Linked DNA regions of Arachis hypogaea: region 2 is linked to region 1. The links are chromatin contacts, called in public Hi-C maps. All regions are on one chromosome and are shown on one strand. The core of a region is the stretch at or near the end of the contact, and the rest is flanking DNA. Distances in the headings are between cores, read along the strand shown.

Region 1 (4,799 bases), core at 1,376-3,875:
TAAACACTTTTACGGGTTTTCTAGTATTCTTTATCCTCCTTGTAGTTGTATACTCCTCCCCCCCCCCCCCCCCGGGTTTCTTTTCTTCTCTTTATAATTTTTTTTCTTGAAGAATCTAGAAATGAATTGTATTGAACAATTGACAATAGCAAAAGTAAAAATACACATATAAAAGAATTAAAAGACACCCAAACAGACCAACCTAGGATCTTTCCATATGCTATGATAATGGAAGTTGGGAATCACAAGGGTAGCATTGAGATAGCCGGCCACAGCAACAGCATTGCATACCTACAAAACATTAACATCATTCACAAAAGTAAACTAGTTGAGATTAATAATAAACTAAGTGTACTTAGAATATATAAAAACAAGGAATGCAAGGAGACACTAACTGATGTCCGTTGCTGATTTAAGCCACCATTAGCTTCTACATATATGAATCCATTTGATTCAGGTAGGCCTGTCAATAACATAAAATGTAAATCTATTATATATAATCATAGTTAATGAAAGAAGTATACTAGCAGAAGATTCAGGCATGGTTCCTAGTCCTAGATATATTGTGCCCAGAAAATATTAAGCAACAAGATCAAACATATGGTATCCAAATAAGAAGGATCAACTTCATAAATTAGCTGGAGCTCTAGAGCTTTTAACATATAAGTTACACGTCTGATAAAAATGGAAATGGCATCATACACTTGAATAAATATAAGCATATTTTACCTTGTGAAGATCTGTTAACACATGGTTTCCACTCGCCACCTTTATATGGAATCTTCCAGATTGTTGATATCTGAATGGAAGTCACTAGGTCGTCACACAAAGTAGCCATGACAGGATAATAGCAAAAACAACAGAATAGAAAAGACAAAAGAGAAAAAGAAGGGGGGGACTCTAGAGTATGAAGATCTATAAAGTACTCAGAAGAAAATTAGATAACAGAACAGTTTCAACTTTTCAAAAAGATGAAGATAATAATTAGATAAGAAAGATGCCTGATATGAATCAAATGTCCTATATAGCCAATGCAAAGCCACAAAAAAATTAAAAGAAATGTATTCCTTCCTATCTATATTAATAATGACCTAAGTCAAGAACAAATGCACAGCATAACTAACTAGTTGTTTTCTTATCTCAAAATGCCTAATAAAATACATGCTCGGCCCAATAAACCTCCCAAGTCCCACCATGAGAAAACTTCTAACACCATCACAATCACAACATTCATACACAGATAATTCATCAGAAACAGCTCCCTAGTAGCCAATTAGCCATTGGCGAGATCACATGCGAAATGAGAGGCTAACTAGCTGTCTAGCTCAATCTCTTATTGCGTAGTTCATCAATCAGTAACTCACCTTACATTCAAACTTGTGGTAACAAAACTTCATAAAAATGCATCAGAAAGCTTAAAGGCTTCCTACCCAGTCACACTAGCAAATCAGCAAAACTTGTCGAGAAAACAACCAAGCAATTAACTTATTAACAACAAATACACTGCATAACTAGTCACAAATAATCAAAAGCTACAGTCAAATTCTATATCCAAAGAAAAAAAAAAATATATATATATATATATATATATATATATATATATAAGCATATCGTTCAACATCCAAAATATCAAAAAACAAAGCATTATAATAATGCATCACTATCTCCGTTTCCATCTTCCTACTCTCCAAATTCTCTAATTCCATAAAACACAACACACATATTCCATCTCTCAATACCAAAAGCAAATCACAACTTAACAAACAACAAATCCCATCCAGAAATAAGAAAACTCCAGTACAGATTTGAAATCCATTGAATGCGCAAAACAAATTGAATCCGAGCAAGGGTAACAAACACTAACCGCATCTGCAGAAGAATTATCAGCATCCATCTCAGGGCGAAGCCTGGCGTAGAGCTGAGGGCTACGGTAAACGGAGCCTGGCGCAGGGCGGTGCTTGATGACCGGAACGACGTCGAATGAGGCGGAGCCCATGTAGAGAAGCATCCCTGAGATGTAGATTAACGGCGCGAAAAGGAAAACCCCTTGCCGCCGCAAAAGCAGCGAAAGAAACGACCACGCAAGGCGCTGCGCGGCGGTCCGGCCAACCCCTCCGCCGGCGCCAGGGTGTCCCGGAGAAAACCTTCCTGTTTTGGACCTACCGTGTCGGAGCCTTGGTGATCGCAGTGGTGACGGCGGCGGCGACGGCGATGAGTGGCCACTGCTCGGTAGCCTGTTATACGCGTGCATTTAATTTTTGGGAATTCAAAAACCTCTCTTTCTCTCTACATCACAAAACTCGCACCTCTCTCTATCTCTTTTTCTCTTTAGTTTCTTTTTTTTTTTCTTTTTCTTTCTTCTCTCTCTACCCTTCGAGATAATTAAAATCCAGAGGGTGGAGAGACAGAGGAAGGGCAAGGGCTAGCAATGAAACGGCGGCGTTTTGGGTGGTCAGAGAAAGAAAGAAAGACTATACGGCACGTGGGTTTGGCTGGCAAGCTTGCTAGCTAGGCTGGGAATACAACAACAATGCCTTCGCAATTATGCAGTTTTTGTTTGATGAGAATTGAGAAAACAAAAGTATATTTGTTTTTGATGTTTGATTGAGAGCGATAGGCCTAGCATGCACCTTCTTGCTTTTTTTTTTTCTATTTATCTTTATTTAATTATTTTTTTTAAAGCAAAAATTCAACACAATAAAGTAGAATAAAACAATATAAATGTTAAAACAATTTTTTTTAATTTAAACCCTTATTATTATTGAGACTTTTTGTGTGACGGTATAGTGCAGGTGCGTGAAGGAGGTTAGATTATAATATAGTAATAAACTAATAATAAATTAATAATAAGAGTAATAGTAATGTGGGGGTGGTTCAGATCAGAACAATGTCTTTCTTGCTTTCTTTGTGGGTGTTGCTCTCTTGAGTGTGGAATGGGAAATGTGGAAACCACTTTGGGATTTTAATGCGTAGCTTTCATTTCGTGCCCAGAAGATAATACAAAAAGGAAAAAGGGTCATGATTCTAGTTTTTGATCTTCCAACAATTGAAGAAAATGAAAGTTTCATGACTCATGTCCTAAGTTGCTGATGCCAGCTCATTTAGTTTTCTCCTAAACTTATTGTCTATCTTTTTCTTTTAAATGTATTTAGCCAAACTAAATTTATATTCTTCTTTTTTTTTTAAATAAAATAAAATAAAGTTTACTGTGTCGTGGATATGTTTATGTAGATATATTATGGTCAACATGTCTTGGAAAATTGTTCGACTGCAGAATTTTCACAAGTTTTTTTATATATAACCAAAACCTTTTTGGATTAACTTCTTTTAAATTAAAAAAGTAAGAATTTAATTATTTTTAAACTAAAATAGTAAAATTTACGTACAATGAAAATTATAAATTTAATAATAATTAAATTTTTACTTTTGTTTTATTTTATCAATTAATTGTTTACTTTAGAAGAAATATTTTTAGAAAAATTTTCTAATAGTAGAGTAACCAAAATGTGCGTGTTTAATCCTATGCGAAATGCGAGCCATACTTGAAAATTATACAAAATATTTAGATTAATTTAAAAGTTAATATATTTTGCAGATTAAAAAAAACAAAAATATTTTATAAACACAAAAAAATATATATTTATATATATTATTTCACGTAAATAATTTTTTTGAGTTAATCTTATAAAACGTGATATTCAGAGAATCTATTGATGTGAAATATGTATTATTTTTTGTGTTCATATAATGTGATTTTATGTTTTAAAATATTTTTTATATGTTTTTTTATACATCATATTTTACAAAATTAATTTAAAAAATTATTTAGTTATCTTATATATTTTTTTAACAAAAATCAATCAATAAAATAATTAAATTATTCTATATTAATATAATAAATTTTTTGTATAAATACCAGATATATATGAATGTAATTGTTGGTGGCTGCTTTTTTTTAGATAATTCACTTTGATAAACTAAAATAACTCTAATTTTACGTGTATTCTTTAAATTTAAAAATATTACGTAATTATTTCGTTTCATATTCTAATGTAAATCAAATTTATCGAATTCGAATTAGGATTGTTAGTACTAAATTGAATCTATTTGATTCAAATTATTTGATTTTGTAGTTCAAACATAAATCAAATTCAAAGAATTCGAATTAGGGTAACTAACAGTAAATCGAATGAATAAGTTTCGATTTATATGGCCAATTTAGTTCCCTCTTGATAAATCGAATCCGTTGAAGTCGATTTACAGTAGGCTGGTATTGATTCGAATTTCGCCCATAGTAAATCAAAACAAACTGTTTCAATTTGTCACCCTCACTAAATTGAATCTAATGGCTTCGATTTATTGCCGTTGAGAGTCCATGGTAAATCGAAACTAATGAAGTCGATTTACTTATAATAGGCCTATATATAGAATTTGAATTCAACTATTTCGAATTACAAGCAACATTCGAAACCCCTCTAACCCCACCACAAAGAACCCTCCTCGAAGATTTTGGAAAGAAACCCCACAAAATTCAAATTTGTACATATGGAGGACAATCCAAATTGTATCTATCGGTTAGATGGAGTCGCACATATTGCTGGTACTATCCATGAAGAAGTTAGTGAATGAAAATTTTTGTTTTCAACATAATGTAATCATGGAAGTAATGTTAACATGCTTTTAATAGTAGTTGTTTACAGTCCTTAGTTAGGAATTAGAAAGTTAATTTTTACAATATAATTGCTGGTTAGAAGTAGTAAGCTATTAGTTGGTTAGATTTTGAAAACTTGAAATGCTAC
Region 2 (4,591 bases), core at 382-2,881, 430 kb after region 1:
TATTTTTATATATATTGTAGTTGTAAAATTAGAATTGAATACGACTATTAGATTACACATTTATTGATATCTGGATTTCTAAAATTTTGAATGGTTATCATAATAATATATATAACATAATTTTACATTTGAGTTGATGAAATTTATCACCTCAATGGTATAAATCAATAAGACTTACACTTAGTGTAAATGAATCCTCTCTATTTTTCTATTTTTCACAATTATTCAATTCATTACTCGTTCAATTGTAAAGGAGAGAGGGTTGTAGATAATTTGATACATTCATATAAAATTTATATAAATACACTCTTATTAAAACCAAAACTGTTACTTATTGAGTTATTGAAAATAAACCTCCACGTTCTATACGGCAACGTTTTTCCAAACGCTGGTAATTCATTTTGCAGCAGTTTAAAATTGTCGTTAATTTCTATAAAAACTGCCACTAAATTTCATTTTTTTGTAGTAATAATATTATAAAAAGACTATTTTTAATTAATATTAATTAATTTTTTTTAAATTATTTTATTTATCTTAAATTTTAAAATTTTTAAAAATAAATATTTTTAAAATTAAAAAGATTAGCTAATATATTGACTAATTAAAAATTAATCTCTTATATACTTTCTCTATTAATTAATGATAGCACGTAAAATCATAAGGAAAGAATCACGTCATGTTGGTAGGAATAATGTACTGTGAGGCACATAATCATAATAATCCTGCTAATGATGCGCTGATGGAGCAAATTGTTCGAGGGAAAGTTGAAAGTTACAAAGTGATGATGATGATGATGATGATTTGATTTCATTCTTCATCAACTTTGAACATTGATGAGAGAAGAGAGAAGACTCCATTAGTCAAAACTCGAAAGTGATTTTGGAGATTCAAAGATAGACAAATGAAAAATGTTGTGGGGCCTTAATATCATTTATTTTTTGTGGTTATAAATGATATCTATCTATTGCATATATCCATGTACATGTTTGAGTAAGAGGCAGTAGTAAATTTTAATTGGACAGTAGCTAGTATAGTGTTAAAAGAAAAAAAGAATCATTTATAATTAGGTTATAATTATTTTAACGCACTAACAATATACGATTATTCAATTATATTTATGTATTTAGATTATTTTTAAATAATATATTTAAAAGTTAGTTGCTCTGTTAATATGATAATACATAATTAAATTTGTATAACATTTTTTATATTAATAATATATAAAAATTAAATAGATTTAAACGTTTAGTAAAACTCAACTCAAAAATTAATTCATAAAATAATTGATATTTCACATTTATAAATATTTTAATAATAATATTTTTGAGAGACATACAACTTATAATAACAGTTAAATTAAATTTAATTAAAAAACCAAATAAAATTTATAGTTATAATCAAATTTATTAATTATATATCGGATTCACAACAAGATATTTGTGATTGATTTTTATATTTAAAAGTATTTTTTTATTACTGATCATTATACCAAACAGGTAAATGAAATGTGAATTAAGGACTCAATTAAGTTACCTCACATACACAACGTTTTGGCATATACAACACTATTATTTTCTTTTCTTTTCAATTTCTGAAACTATTATTGTATGTTTATTTGTTTTTATCCTTTTGTACTTTAGTAAACACAGGGTGCGATCTTGTTTTTATTATAGCGGTCTTTGTTTGTGTTGATGAATGGGGTAGGTTGAGGAACTCTCAAATAAAAAGGAACCAAACCATTTCTCTCGAAACCCACATATATATACATACCCCTTACCTTAGATAACATATACATACATCAACATTATTATTATTATTATTATTATTATTATTATTGTGTTATTCCTAATGGAACATAACAATAACAACAATATTATTTTGCATTCTCATTGTGTAGAAGTGGCAATGGAAGAAGTGCACCATGTTGTGGCTCCACCACACAAGAGCACCTTCCAGAAGCTCAAGGCTAGGCTCAAGGAAACATTCTTCCCTGATGATCCTTTGAGGCAATTCAAGGGACAACCTTTGAAGACCAAATTTGTTCTTGGAGCTCAATATTTCTTCCCTATTCTTCAATGGGGTCCTAATTATACCTTCCAACTCTTCAAATCTGACCTTATCGCTGGCCTCACCATTGCTAGTTTGGCCATCCCTCAGGTTAGGCACTTTGCATAGTCCAAATGTTCTTTCTGTCTCGTAAACTATTTCTCCTAAAAGCCTAATAAACTTTTCCATAAAGCTACATGTAAATTTGACACGTGTTTTTTCTTTCTATTTTTTTTTTAATGTTTGAAATGTAAATAATGTACACTCTCATTTTAATTTGTGTATTATTCACATAAATAATTTTAAATTGAAACTAAATTTTTATTTAAAATAATATAATAAAGTGTAATCAGGATTGAATTTTAGACATTTTGTGTTTATATATTTTTTTTATTGAATTATGGATTTTCCTTTTGTTATTCAGGGAATCAGTTATGCAAAGCTTGCAAACCTTCCTCCAATTGTGGGACTATGTAAGTGTATTATTATTGATTCTTGTTCCGCACAAGTTGTGCTATGATGGGGGGTGAGTTGTTATGTTATGTTGGTTGATTTTGGCATATATTTTTGTTGTTGTTTATTTTAGATTCTAGCTTTGTTCCGCCACTTGTTTATGCTGTGCTTGGAAGCTCAAGGGACCTAGCTGTAGGACCAGTTTCAATTGCTTCTCTTGTTCTTGGATCCATGTTGAGGCAAGAAGTGTCTCCAACAACAGACCCTCTTCTCTTTCTTCAGCTTGCTTTCACTTCTACCTTCTTTGCTGGTCTCTTTCAAGCTTCTCTTGGGATTCTAAGGTTAATACATTAATTAATAATCACTTTTTATGTTTATTTGCACTTTTCTTCCCTTTTTCTCCTTTTAATTTCAATTACAATTACTAGAGTTATTACTTATCACTTATTTAGACGCACAAAATTATTATAAGATTTTTTTTAGTAAGATACACACGTGTCTGTCATGTGTTTTGTCAGACACGGTAAAATATATAATTTTAATTTTATAAAAAAATAGTAATAATTATTACATATAATTAGTAGTAGAGATTAAAAAAATATTACAAAATTGATATTTTGTTTTTTATTTTTAGTATATAGATGAGTGTAAAATGTTCAGGGGGTCAAAATATTTCTGAAATAGTCCAATTAATTGTATTGCAAATCGTTATAGTAGGATTATATTATTATATATCATATCATAAACATAATATATAATAATTATTGGTCTTGTTATCTTTAGTAATATTCTTTTCATCTTTCCAAATTTCTCAATTATACTACCATAATTATATTTAATGCAGGCTTGGGTTTATCATTGACTTTTTATCAAAGGCCATACTTATTGGTTTCATGGCTGGAGCAGCTATAATTGTTTCACTGCAACAACTTAAGAGCCTCCTTGGAATCACACATTTCACTAAACAAATGGGCCTGGTTCCTGTTATGACTTCTGTCTTTCACAATGTTCATGAGGTTAATTAATTAAAATATACATATATATAATTATATACTACTCCTTTTATATATATTACAAAAACATAATGCATGAACACAGAGAAAATAAAAAAAAATTATATACACTATTTTTATGTATTTTTGTATAATTTTCATTTTAATATTAAAAATAAATGATAAAAAATAAAAGAAGACAAAAAATTAAATAGTACAAACATTATTCCTCCAAAATAATATACATATACACACAATACCACTTGCATTCATAAACAATGGTATTTGTTTCCATCTATATTGTGTCTCAAAAAGTGATTTTTGTGGTTTTATTATGTGGCAGTGGTCATGGCAAACAATACTAATGGGAATTTGCTTCTTGATGCTACTATTACTGGCAAGACACATTGTACGTTATTTAATTTCCCTCCTATTTTTATTTTTCTTTCTGCTATGTAATTTCTACTGCCAGAAATTACTGTATGCTTACAAAATACATTTGAAGAAAAACTTCTCTTATACAATAACTTTTCCTTTACATAGTTAATTACAATTTGTTATTTATTTACAGCTTTTATTAATCAATTATACAATTAATTTATATTTAAATATTTTACTTGAAAAATGATTTTAAAATAATCCATTTGGTTTTAATTATATAAAAAAATGTTCATATTTATAATATAAGTACATGTTTTTGGGATATTTAATACTTTAGGTTTATTTGGTAACAGGATAACACTTAAAGATATTGATAGTTAACCTAAGTATTAGTTAAAAATTTCTCTCTGAGAAACATATGTAACTACCTTCAAGTCCAAGAGTAGCAATAAGACAAGGCCATTAAGACAACGTTAAAAGATGAAATCTTCATGGAAGGAGAAATCAAACACCTGTTTGCTCTTCACTTCAGAGTTCAGGCTTTAATTCCTATGACCGAATTTAAACATGCCACAGTGGGTTCAGAGTCACGGATTCCGTAGTAACCTCTGAGTTCAATGCATTTGCACTTTTGTTCTCTTCTTGAGAAAAATATATATTTAAATAAATTGGGCAATTTTTTTATGGTAAATAAATTTGGCATTGGTCATTTTATTAGA

What was found. A called contact is a pair of places that touch in the nucleus more often than the background predicts.
Region 2: a Hi-C map of leaf shows a contact between it and region 1, with 1.9 times the contacts expected there. The contact joins the promoter of LOC112742000 here to the promoter of LOC112741999 in region 1. A contact is called at or near these places in 3 of 8 Hi-C or Micro-C datasets (leaf and an unstated tissue).

What each region holds. Positions count from the first base shown.
Region 1 is chr14:38,628,224-38,633,022 of arahy.Tifrunner.gnm2.J5K5, forward strand. It overlaps LOC112741999 (protein ESMERALDA 1), which reads right to left and starts at 2,626. Exons shown (of 10, transcript XM_025791210.3): 1 at 1,865-2,626; 2 at 730-799; 3 at 396-463; 4 at 203-291. The coding sequence starts at 2,251.
Region 2 is chr14:39,058,826-39,063,416 of arahy.Tifrunner.gnm2.J5K5, forward strand. It overlaps LOC112742000 (probable sulfate transporter 3.3), which reads left to right and starts at 1,632. Exons shown (of 13, transcript XM_025791211.3): 1 at 1,632-2,157; 2 at 2,471-2,519; 3 at 2,633-2,840; 4 at 3,344-3,515; 5 at 3,835-3,900. The coding sequence starts at 1,849.